2 separate regions of the Bos taurus genome follow, and region 2 is linked to region 1. The links are chromatin contacts, called in public Hi-C maps. All regions are on one chromosome and are shown on one strand. The core of a region is the stretch at or near the end of the contact, and the rest is flanking DNA. Distances in the headings are between cores, read along the strand shown. Region 1 holds the start of TRDN (triadin). Region 2 overlaps TRDN (triadin).

Region 1 (6,464 bases), core at 1,645-4,144:
TTAATTTTTAAAAATGAAATTGTTTTTTGATTTTTTTTTTGGCGGAAACCAAAAGTCATAAAAAAAATCTCTCTTTGCCTTCTGACTCTTTTTTATATTCTAAAATTCAGCATAGATGAAAATATCTAGCTCAGAGTCAATTACAGAGTATGTCTTACCGATTGTTAGTTTATGATAACAGCTGACAGAGCAGCTAGATTTTTTTTAATGCTCTAAGAATGAATATTTTTGGCTGCTAACTTGAATATTGAGAATATCTAGTGAAAATCACAAGGGGTAATAATCAGTATAATCAGGTTGGAGATGCAGCTTGGACTAAATGAAGCATTTTCTAGGAGAAAAAACTTTTCATGGTTTGCCACTGACTTATTGAAGACCAGATCAGTTAATAATGCATATAGGAAGAAGTGTGCTTGTATGCAAAACCAAAATAAGCTTATTTGTGCTGATCCTACAGTAATGAAAAATGTGAAAGTACATCAGAAGCTATCACTGAAAGAAGCGAGAATCCTCACATTTAGGTCATGTTGAAAGATCCCAGTAAATTGGTGAGATCCCGTTAAAGCGAATACTTGTTAAAAATGAGAAAAAAAAATGAAGAAAAGCAAATGTATTGTTTGTAATATTTTGTTCTTTGAATGTCCTGAAGAATGAGATGTGTACCTTTAGAAGAATGTCAGTTGCTTTGTTTTGGAAAGCTTTTCTGAGTTCCATTTGAAACTCAAAGACATATTTTATGAATTGGGTTTCAAATAAGTGGAAAAAGTTCTAGTAACTTTTCAAAGTGAGAAATATACTGAGTTCTCATGTTAATATTCTAAGAAAATTCATCAACTCTTCCAATAAATGGGTTAAAAAACCTTATTACCCTGTAAGCATGTTTAGCTAGAGTATTTTTACTCTTCTTTTTGTTTCTAGTATGACATGAAATTAGTGACAGCAAATTTAAGAGTAACATCAATCACTGATCTTGCACTATAGTCTTGTTTGAACATTTTAATGTAAATTCTTAATGAGTTACATAAGGAATTACTATTTTATCAGTTAACTACAGTGAAAGACTACAAAAGTGATTGACAAATGGAAATTCAAAGCACGATGCTTTCTTCAAGTTAGAAGCAGCATTGTGATAATGGAGATGCCTTTGGGGGCAAAGTGAGGAGGGCTCTGCTTTTAGGCTACCTCCTCCCCACTGAAGAAGATAGACACTAACCCGGTGTTCTACAGAAGTGCTGGGAGGAGTTCGCATCTTCCCATCCATTTTTGTTGTTGTTGTTGTTGTTTACTAACTAAGTCTTGTCCGACTCTTTTGTGACCCCATGGACTGTAGCCTGCCAGGCTCCCCTGTCCATGGGATTTCCCAGGCAAGAATACTGGAGTGGGTTGCTGTTTCCTCCTCCAGGGTATCTTCCCAACCCAGGGATCAAACCCATGTCTCCTGCACCGTCAGGTGGTTTCTTTACCACTGAGCCACCAGCAGAGCCGTTCCATCCACTGGCAGACCTAATTTGTTGTGGCTCCCTGTACCTGCAAATGGTATTGTAAGCCATAAGTCCTGCCTCTTCAGAAAGATCAGACTTGAAGTCAAAAGCCTCAAGCCTAACCCTAGATGTAGAATTTTGTATAAATCATGAGTGTTACCTGGAATTATTTCCTCTTTTGTGAATTAAGATTGCTTACTCCCTAACTCATTTATTCAGCTGGTATATGAACACTTTCTTTTGTAGGAATTAAGGCAACAAATACAGAGCTGCCAACATGGAGGCAAAGGATACAGCTGTTGTAGCACTTCTGATATTAAAGAACATGTGTGACTTTGCTTTCTGATCTCTGAAGTACCATGCAAATTCAAGAGGTTCTGGCAACCAAAGGCAACAAGTTAAGGCTAAGAGTTTAAACCGCAAGCATTCGTTAGGTTGAATGTGAGAATAAAATAAAAGATAAGTGTAGCCAACCTCTGATTATTCACAGATTGGCTAGAGTGTATGATTATCAATGCCCTTTGATTCTCCTTCTCCTTCTAACTGCCAGCTATTGAATATTTCTCTGCTCATTAACACCTGTCTAGTAGTGGGAAGGTGAAATGCTAATCAGCCAATTTGGCTAATTGTTGGCTGCTATGATCCTTTATATTTTATTTTTTTTGAAGTTGAGGTAGAGAAAAGTTGAAATCTTTTATTAAAATATGAGCTGTGGACTTCTAAACTTTATACCACCTTTCCTTTCTTTTATTGCATAGATAAATTCAGGTATTTTGTTTTCATGAAAGTATTGAAAAGAATGAAAAATCTAGTAATTCATCAGTTCTCAAGTGTCAATACAACTTTTCATTACATATTTCTTATTGGCCTGTGTTTGGAAAATCTTAATCTCCTACAAGAAACCTTCAGGATTTAATGGTTGCAACTTCAAGTGTAGCGCTATATAAATAACTGCTTTTGCTAAGTGGATTTAGACCAATAAGGAAACAACTTGGAGAAAATGACAAGACTACCCTCCCCTTTGCTCCTGGTAGACATTACAGGACCCTCCCCACACCAAATAAGGGAATGAGGAATGTTCTGAGCATTAAGGGCACTAAGAATAAATCTGAGCTATTACGGATAAGATTACTTCCAACTCTTTATTTTATGTTTTCTGACATAGATCCCCAAATCCGTAATTATCTTAGGGAAACTGCGGGGGCTTAGGCAATACTTTTGGTTCCTTTGCCTTTTTTTTTTTTTTTGGCCTGTCTCTCTTTGGGACTAGTGAACTGGTGTGTGTGTGTGTGTTTGTGTGTGTGTGTGTTCATCTAGAGTGCCAAAAAAAAAAAAAAGTGCTGAAGAGTCCTAGGGAGATGAAGCTATTTTTATTCGAAGCTGATACTTCTGCCTGAGCCACAAGTGCTGCCTGGAAAGGGCTCAGGTTGTTTCCAGGGGGAGAACTCTGCAGAGAAGAGACAAAGTTCCACAGGACAACAAAAGAGCAGCAGGAACAGCCAGGAAAAGGAAGAGACCTCACGCTTTCACACAGAGCCCCCTATCAGAGTTCTCCAGTCCTAAAGTATTCTGCAAAGTGCCACTTGACCGGAATTCTTGCCTGCCTTTTTCTTTCTCCAACCACCATGACTGAGATCACGGCTGAAGGTATTGCTAGCATTTTCCAATAACATCAACTACAGGGTAAAAAAAGGTAGAAATTGACAGTCCCATTGATGGTCAATGTGCCCTCTTAGAATGTTGCTTTTAGAGTTATCTTGATCAGTGATTCTATATGGGATCAGAGAAGTGGGTTTGGGAGCTGAGAAGTCTCCCAAACTGGCAGGTCTCTATGTTGGGGAGTAAAAAGAGATTTCTGTGAAATTTTGCATGTGGAAACTGTTCTCTGTGATGCCAAAGTTCCCACTAGTTAACAGTTATCACCCACACCTCTATAAATAGCTATGGTCATATAATGTTAGGGCCAATATCTTACCTAGCAAAAATGACAAGGTTTGGGTGCAGGGCTAGAGACCACAATGAACTTAAAATGTTGCACTTAATGTTTAAACTTAGAAAATTGATTTTGACCATTTTTACTTTATGATATGTCAACTTGGAGATCTTAAATTTGTTTATCCTTTCTAACTCAAGTATATAAATATGCACACCACATATATAAGATTTATATACCTAAAAAATGTGTATATGTGGGTGGGTATTCAGAGAAAAGGTTTGGAATTACACAAAATCACTGTAGATCAGTATGATTTTAAAAATAAAATAATTAAGCTTTTGCTTCTGATTCTTTTCATATACTCATGTCTTTTACCTCTATGTGATAAATTCTATATGAAAGTCAATATTTTCTGTTTTAATGCTTATTCTGAAAAGAACCTCTTTATTATTCAACCATGATAGCAATCATTTCACTCAAATAGAATGTATGCAAAATATATGTATACATGTATATATATAATATATATATATTATAAATATATAAAAGATTCTTTAAAACAGCCTAAAGCATTTTGAATACAGACACAATCCAGTTCTAGCTGGGGTAAAAATTCGGGAGGTGTGTCTAAAATTTGCTTCTGACAGCTGTAAGCAAAAATCAGACAGGTGGTGCTCTTCACAGCTTCCAAGTCTAATGCTGAGCTGGTTTGTTTTCCATCAGACAACTGAAAAAGAGAATGTGTGGTTTTAGATCTTTGGGCAGACATTAGTATGGGCACAGAGTGATTACAGAGTTTAAGACTTGCAGTCAGTATTTATAAGGAGAATTGTCTTACTTTCACCTTCCACTAACAAATTTAGTCTAGCACCCCAAATTAATAGAAGTAATTACTGAGAGATTTCTATGTATCAGGCGTTTTGCTCCGGACTTTATGTACTTATTTGTACCTCACACAACTCAATTAAGTTGGCATTATTATCTCCATTTTTCAGACAGAGAAACTGTAACTCAAATGTTTGGAGACTTGCTGAAAACCATAGCATTGCCAAGATTAGAAGTCAGCTCCCTTAAATCTAGTTCATGTTTTTTCATTTCTCTACGAAGTATCAAATTTACTCTTTACCAATTTTAGTTCAGAATTTGCTAGCTCAATATAAATAGCATTTTTTCGTATTCCTTAGATATTCTGCATCATGTGACCTTTAGATTGTCTTCAAGACATCCATCTATAGAAATGTCTCATTTAGCCTTGCACAAGTTGTTAAATACCTGTGAATATGTTTCCCTTGCTCTGTATGGGTTGTGAACGGGCCAACTGATTCAGGGGCACTCGGCCGAAACATTTTTTGCTGGCCTGTGAATTATGCTCTGTAGGCCTTTTGCTCTTGATTAATAAACATTTTTATAGGAAAATTCCTGATTATAAAATAGAACTTATGTTTCTGTCTTCTCCCCGTGGAGAATTTAAGGGGTTCTTAGAAGACCTCTTGTCACCTGTAAAAAATCATTGGATTAATAATGAATTAAAAATATAAAAATACCATCTAGGTCCTAGATGATGGACATTTCCTGTACTCCGGCTTTAACTGTTCATAGGATCTTTGTCATTTCAACTTCAGGGATTAGTTATGTACTTTTTTCCTTTTCTGGAATGCCTTATTAACCATATTTCTCAACTGATAATTAGACTGACAACTCAGATGAGCTTACCTTTTAAGGTGAGTGGCACAGTCATTCTCTGTGGCCATCCAAAGCGTCTTGCCTGCTGCTGTACTACACTCCTTTTATTTTGTCTTCATGATTCTCACTTTTTGTGCCCCAGCTACAGTAGCCTTCCTTCAGTCTTTTATAAAAGGTGTACTTTTGTGCCAGAGCCTTGGTACAGGTTGTTCCATCAACCTGAAATAGTCTTTCCTCTCATCTGTTATAGTTCTTTTGCCGCCACTTTGGACACATTATTGAAATGTAAGCACTTCATTAGTAGTCTTGGACATCTACTGATTATTTTTGCCATCCACTGATCACAAAGTAAATGAACACCTTGCAGCACTTAAGACGGAGCTGGATTAGCTCCTTAGAAAGCTTAAGGCCACTGTCCTCGCCTCAGTTTTTGTAAAACTGAAGGTCATGGATATTATACGACTCTCTTGTGGTCACTGGTAATTGGGGGAGGTCTGAGAATAGTGTTCATGTTTTTTGTGGTACTTACTCAGCTATAATGCATGACTTATCTGTGCACCTTACTGAGTTCCTCACATAGATCATCACTGCATGTCCTAAACTGGATTATTTCAACTGACAGAAGAAAGGAAGTAATTTTAGATATGGAATTGTATTTCAGGTACAGAGCAATAGAGTAGAACTAAAATTAGAACAAATTTGAACCTCAAAGGATGTTAGGGAAACAATATATTTGATTCTAGCTATTATAAATTAATAAAAATAATGATAATAACAACTCACTTATCCAAAAGATGTTATTTGTCAGATATTAAGCTTGTAATAATGAGCATTTAAACCTCAGGACAGCAAAATGAGATAGATACTTTTATCATTGCTATTTATAGCATGGGAAGCTAAGATTTAGAGAGGTTAGAAATTTGCCTAAATTCACACAGCTATATACAGTGTAGCTAGGACTCACACCCAGACCTCTGACTCCAGAGTCATGTTGAATACTTCCTTTTGTTATGTGAGACTAATACTTAGCCTGATGTTAATTTAGAGGTTAAGAGGAACCTGTACTAGACCCTTGTTCTGGTTTGAGCCCCACTACTTTGGTTAGGTATAGCTCCAGACTCCAAACAGCACTAAGATTTAGAATTATAAATAGCCTTGTACCTTCTTTCCAGAGGCCCAGTTATTCCTAGACAAGTGCCAAAGTTAGCTCTGCCTTCTGAGGTTCATAAGAACTTTCAACTAGTAATTTCAGCATCTACATGACAGTATGTATCACTCAAAAGGTAAAAAGAATTTTTGAGTAGTTTTGATAACAAAGTAAAATTTAGTTAATTCTTAATGACTGTGTTGAAATGATGAAGACT
Region 2 (6,464 bases), core at 2,695-5,194, 240 kb after region 1:
ATCATATGTGTGTGTATAAATATGTGTATACATGACGTAAATATTAACCTGCTAATATTTTGTCAGGGGGAAAGACCAAGAGAAATACTAGTTGGAAAACAATCTTAATAAATACTATAGAGTTCAAGTCTATTAAAATAGAGCTGATGAGAGATAAAGGGGGGCTGAACTAACATGATGTATTCAGACAAGATAGACATTCCAAACTTTATAAGGGAAAATGACACACTGTGGCAACCAGGGCTCAAAGCAAGACAAAAACAAAAACAAAAACCCATATCTGCTAAAATGCTGGCTTTAGGAGATAATGTTTCCTGGAGAATTTTGAGATCTCTGTTATTTCCTGTCTTTTAATTGGAAGAAGAATGTTGTAGTAATTGAATATAAAAGAAGTACAGGGAAGTGGGTTTCATCTTGTTATAATGACTTTAAATAACACCCTTGTTTTCATGTCAATATTTAAGTTGGTTGGTTAAGTCAATTTTGTTAAATAATGTTTTGGGGAACCAAAGAATATTTCCTTTTTCCCATTGTTAACAATTAACATATCTTTTCATTAATTTTTAATGTGATTTCTTTGTTAGGTTGCCTCTAATCTAAACATAATAAAAAGAGAGACCATATCTGTTTTGTTCAACACTGAATATACAGCTCCTAGAATAATGTGAGTATAAAGCAGATGCTGAATACATTCATTGAATAAATAAAAGAAGCATCTTCTGTCAAAGAAGAAGTATTTTTAGTTTTATTTTCTTTAAAAAGTACTTGCCTCCTGCCAGTGAAGTTTCTACATCCACTTTGTCTTTCTCTCTTCACTTATACTCACTGTGGTCATGTCAAGAAAAGCTAAATATTGTATTCCCAGTCTCCTCTGCTGTATGTAGAGTCTTAATTAGCTTTTCAAACACATTGAAGATAAAACCTATTAATCCTCTGACCTTCACTGAATTCAAAAGTTTTTGTGTTAATTGTTTTGAGAGAATAATAGACAGTTTTGCTGTGAGAAAGTCATGGCGTCTCCTCTAGAAAGACAGTGGAACCAGAAAGAAGACTTGAAAGGATGCTTATATCTGAGCTGCCATCCTTTGCCACCACTACACAACAAAAGGATAGTCACTTCTAAACTTTATGGAAACCATTTGTTTACTTACAACTATAAAACTGCCTTTAAAAATGATTTCTTTCCAAAAGCAGCACAACAGAAATTAGATTGCTTGAAAGAGTTGTAATTTCATATATTTAAGCTATATGAGAAAAAAAGCTAAATTTATCTCTGCCCATTATTATTACTTGCATTATTGCCTTAAAACTTCAGGATTCCCCTCTAAATGAGATTGACCCAGTCATGTCAACATTCATGTCTAATACTTTTAATGTTTTAACCATTCAGATACTAAACACAAACTGATGAAAATTACTACCCACATTTCACAGGTGAACAAAGAGGATCACATATTCTTTTTTTTTTTTTTTTTTTTTTGAGAGTAAAAGATCCTACTGCTTATACAAGATGGGATCAGCACTTGAACTCTGTCCTCTCTGATTCCAGAACCAGAGTCAAAGCCTCAGTGATCATCAGCAACTGGGAGGCAGGGGGTGCTTTAGGATGACTCAAGATACATCCTAATTTGCATCTGTTGTACTGGTATAGTTATCACACTCCCTTTCATTTTCAGAAGTATCTGGTATAGATAATTGTACCTGTATCTAGGCAGCTTTTAAAATTATATTTTCCCAGAGATTTAGAAGGGTCAGGCACCAGACTCTATCACCCACTCAGAGATTATGATTCAGCAGGCTTGGTGTGGGGCCTACTGGTGATCCTCAGGTGATTCTATGCTGCCTAGAGTGATCTAGTAGTCTGCTTGGACTACCACAACAAAGTACCATGGACTGGGTGGCTTTTTAACATTAGAAATTTATTTCTCTCAGTTCTAGAGATGATGAGGGCTAAGATCAAAGGGCCAACAATGTAGATTTCACTCTGAGTCTTCTCCTGGCTTGCAGATAGCCACCATCTCACTGTTTGAGCAGAAGCCTTTCCTTGTTGCATATACAAGGAAAGAGAAAGGTCTCTGGTGTTTCTTCTCACAAGGGCACCAATCCCTTCAGACCAGGGCCCTAACCTCATGACCTCATAACCCCGCTTACCTCCCAAAGGCCCCATTTCCAAATATCAACATACTGGGGGATTAGAGCTTCAACATGTGAATCCAGGGATGGCCAGGGAACATAAGCATCAGCTAATTACACCAAATAAGGAAAACATTCATTTAGGCCCATAAAGGAAGTAGCCATTAGCAATGAAATAGAATACTCTGCTAGGAGTCAGAAGCCTGAATGTGAGGTCTACTCCTGCTACTGACTGTGTGACCTTGAACAAGTCCCTCATCATTCCAGGCTTCTGCTTTTTCTTTTCAAACTAAGGAGTCTGAATGGTATCAGTGGCTCTCTATTGAGGTTGGGGGTCAGGCCAGGGGAAACGAGTATCTTGGGAGAGGACACTGTGTCAAACTACATGAGATTTCAGATGGCACCTCCGTGGAAGTTGGGCATGTGTGAAGTGGTGTTCTCTTTGACCATCACTGCTTTTAGAGTACCAGTGTTGGTGTTGGAAGAATGTCATCGTCATCGTTTACCTTGGAGCAAGAAAAAGGAAAAGTTAAAAACTTGAGTAGATGATCCTTAATTTCTCTTTCTAAACCTAAACACTCTTTAAAAACTTTATGAATAGGTGGGGAAACATTGGAAACAGTGGCTGACTTTATTTTTCTGGGCTCCCAAATCACTGCAGATGGTGATTTCAGCCATGAAATTAAAAGACACTTACTCCTTGGAAGGAAAGTTATGACCAACCTAGATAGCATATTTAAAAGCAGAGACATTACTTTGCCAACAAAGGTCTGTCTAGTCAAGGCTATGGTTTTTCCAGTAGTAATGTATGGTTGTGAAAGTTGGACTATAAAGAAAGCTGAGCGCTGAAGAATTGATGCTTTTGAACTGTGGTGTTGGAGAAGACCCTTGAGAGTTCCTTGGACTGCAAGGAGATCCAACCAGTCCATCCTAAAGGAACTCAGTCCTGAATATTCATTGGTAGGACTGATGTTGAAGCTGAAACTCCAGTACTTTGGCCACCTGATGCAAAGAGCTGACTCATTTGAAAAGACCCTGATGCTGGGAAAGATTGAGGGTTGGAGGAGAAGGGGACGACAGAGGATGAGATGGTTGGATGGCATCACTGACTCAATGGACATGGGTTTGGGTGGACTCTGGGAATTGGTGATGGACAGGGAGGCCTGGCATGCTGTGGTCCATGGGGTCGCAAAGAGTCGGACACGACTGAGCAACTGAACTGAACTGAACTGACTATGACTGTATTTAGCAACACCTTGATTAAATATCTTGTCCGTCAGGTTTGGTTTGACCACCCACACAGAACACACACAATATGTGGAACAACAGCTGAAGACGTATTTGATGATGAGAGCAGAAATTGATTTTTTTAGTCTCTTTCCTACTGAGTTGCTGGAGGACAATAGTGTGAACATCCACCCTTCCTTGCCAGCTGGCTCATATTCCTAAACCAGGGATATAACTGTCACACTTACCCTCCCCATTATGACAAGCTGCCTCTGGTCAAAATTATTACAGCATGTCCTTATTAGTGTCTGAATTCTACTTGCATTTGTGCATTACACCTACCCAGTCCTGGATGTAATTTTACTTGTGAGAGCCAAATAAGCAAAATGTAGAAATAGCCTTGGACAAAAATAGCCACTGTTACAAACGTGATTTAAGGGCTGAAATGGTTCAGATCATCATCCCTGGTGTCTTTGCTTAACAGAGGCGGCCAGGAGGGGTTATTGGTCTCGGAAGTGGAATATAGCTGTTGCTCTGTTGGAAAAAAAAGTCACTCCTCTGGCGGCTACTTCTTTTTCCACAGGGCAAATACTGTAATATGAGAAACTGGAGAGGTGCTATGTGCAATAGGCAGTTCAGCTTGGAGAGCCTTTGGCAGTATTTTTCTTTCTGCCCCTTGCCAGCTGTCCTTTAGCATAGGTTGAAGGCAAGTGCTTTGCCTTTGACATTGTGCATTTAAATGCCAGCCTATGCAATTTACAGTACAAAAGGGCAAAGATACATGGGGGAATGAGGGAAAAAAATCTTCTGTCTTCCCATTGGTTGACCTTTCGGTTCTGCTTTATATAGACATTAAGAGAGCCCCTATGACCATATTTCCGATCTTCAAAACAATCACAAAAATAACTCCTCATACAGTGCTATTTATATACACTGCTCCTCCTGGCCTTCGTGGATTAGCATATAAAGAATAATTTTCATCCCTAAAGATAGCCATTCCTGTCTCAGCTGAAAATAAAATCAAATTGCATTCTGTGGTGCTGGTGATGGGGGTCAAAAAATTAATATCTGAAAAATGTGTAAAAATAAAACCGCAATTTCAGATATAGGAGTTTAGGACAATAATACTATCATTTAAATGTATACTTAACATGCTTACCTCATGTTAATTTAAAAACTCTCAAATTTTGAGAGATCATGCTGTAATAATCTTATGAAACAAGTATCAAAGGAAATGTCAACCTGTGAATGGCATTGGTGCAAGGCAAATCTGTACTCTTGACAGATGATTTGTGTTGATTTAGTAATTTTCTAATTCTTCCTAGATGTTTGTTCATTCATTCTTTCATTGATCTTTTCACTTATTGAGTTTTACCATGAGAGTCAGTCTTCTAGGTGCTGGGAAATAATGGTAAAAAGACCAAGCTCTTGCCCTTATAGAACTTTCCAGTCTAGTAAAGGAAACAGACAATAAATGTCTGTTTTTAATGTCTGGTATGTAACATAACACGTTCAGTTGATAAGTGCTAGGAAGAATTACAAGGCTCAGGGCATAGAGAGTGAGGAAGGTGCTGTTTCCTGCAGGGTCATCTGGGAATGCCTTTCCAAGGGCTGCTATCAGAAGAGAGATTTGAATGATGTGAGAGAGTGAGCTGAGCACAAGGCAGTGGAAAACATTCCATGTGAAAGAAAGAGTAAATGAAAATGTCCCAGAGCACAGGGGACAGTAAAAGATGCAGTGCAGCTGGAATGGTGTGAGCAAGGAGGGAGTGCAGAGGTAAGATCATCAAGTTGTGGAGATGTGGATTGTAAGGATTTTTAATCCCCAGTCAAATGAAAAGTGAGAGTGAAAGTCGCTCAGTCGTGTCCGACTCTTTGGGACCCCATGGACTATACAGTCCATGAAATTCTCTAGGCCAGAATACTGGAGTGGATAGCCTTTCCCTTCTTCTGGGGATCTTCCCAACCCAGGAATTGAACCGGGATCTCCTGTACTGCAGGCAGATTCTTTACCAACTGAGCTATCAGGGAAGCCCTTCCAGTCAAATGGGGAGCTTTCAAAAGGTCTGAGTACAAATCAATTTAAGCAATTAAAAAGTGAAAAAAAAAATAGGAATGATAAACACATTCCTCAAGTCCCCTGTTCACGAGAAATGTTTTTTTTTTCTTTTAATTTGCCTCCTGCTCTGTTCTCTTGCCTCTAGTGACCGCTAGTCACTGAATTTTGCGTGCAAAATTCTTCTCTTCAGAAAAGGAAAAGTAGTGCCATCTGATGGCCACACTTATGAACATCAGCCTTGGTTTTTTTTTTTTCTTTCTTTTTTTTTAAGCATCAGTCTTAGAGTATTTGCAAAAATGAAAGTATTCAGGCCTAAGGGTAACTAATGAAGCTTCCAATAATAGTCATCACCCTAGGTAAATGTTTCTATTGATACATATACAACTATTGAGTACATTAGTTTAGTCTGACATTTATTTGTGTCTATATATGTAATTCCATTCACACAAGGGGTATTAGGCAAATTGTTACTCAGTTGAAATGAGTCTAATGTATAGTCATCAGTGAAGTACCATCTTTCATATGTATATGACTATAATTCTCTTGAAGCCACAGAGAGACTACATCATATTCTATTTGGTGTAGTGGCTATTGTTGGAGTGTGTTTATTTGTCTAGCACTCAGATTTCTTCTACATAGTGTTCACCTAACACGACTGAAGCAACTTAGCAGCAGCAGCAGCACCTAATAAATGTAAATAAATTTATAGGAAAGAAATAGCTATGTTTTCGTGTCACATGACCAACCTAGATAGCATATTGAAAAGCAGAGACATTACTTTGCCAACAAAGGTCCGTCTAGTCAAGGCTATGGTTTTTCCAGTGGTCATGTATGGATGCGAGAGTTGGACTGCGAAGAAAGCTGAGCACCGAAGAATTGTTGCTTTTGAACTGTGGTGTTGGAGAAGACTCTTGAGAGTCCCTTGGACTGCAAGGAGATCCAACCAATCCATTCTGAAGGAGATCAGCCCTGGGATTTCTTTGGAAGGAGTGATGCTAAAGCTGAAACTCCAGTACTTTGGCCACCTCATGTGAAGAGTTGACTC

What was found. A called contact is a pair of places that touch in the nucleus more often than the background predicts.
Region 2: a contact with region 1 is called in a Hi-C map of skeletal muscle, with 6 times the contacts expected there. The contact joins the enhancer-like site here to the promoter of TRDN in region 1. A contact is called at or near these places in 2 of 11 Hi-C or Micro-C datasets (liver and skeletal muscle).

What each region holds. Positions count from the first base shown.
Region 1 is chr9:27,698,279-27,704,742 of ARS-UCD2.0, forward strand. TRDN (triadin) reads left to right here and starts at 2,895. Exons shown (of 42, transcript XM_059890133.1): 1 at 2,895-3,128. The coding sequence starts at 3,107.
Region 2 is chr9:27,938,842-27,945,305 of ARS-UCD2.0, forward strand. The region is part of intron 12 of TRDN (triadin); the gene reads left to right. Among named protein-coding and RNA genes, the nearest start is that of TRDN, 240 kb to the left of the region's middle. Within about 2 kb of position 3,945, at least 4 of the 102 cell types and tissues checked have an H3K27ac peak or open chromatin away from gene starts, as enhancers often do. A contact at or near this core is called in skeletal muscle, where this site is marked.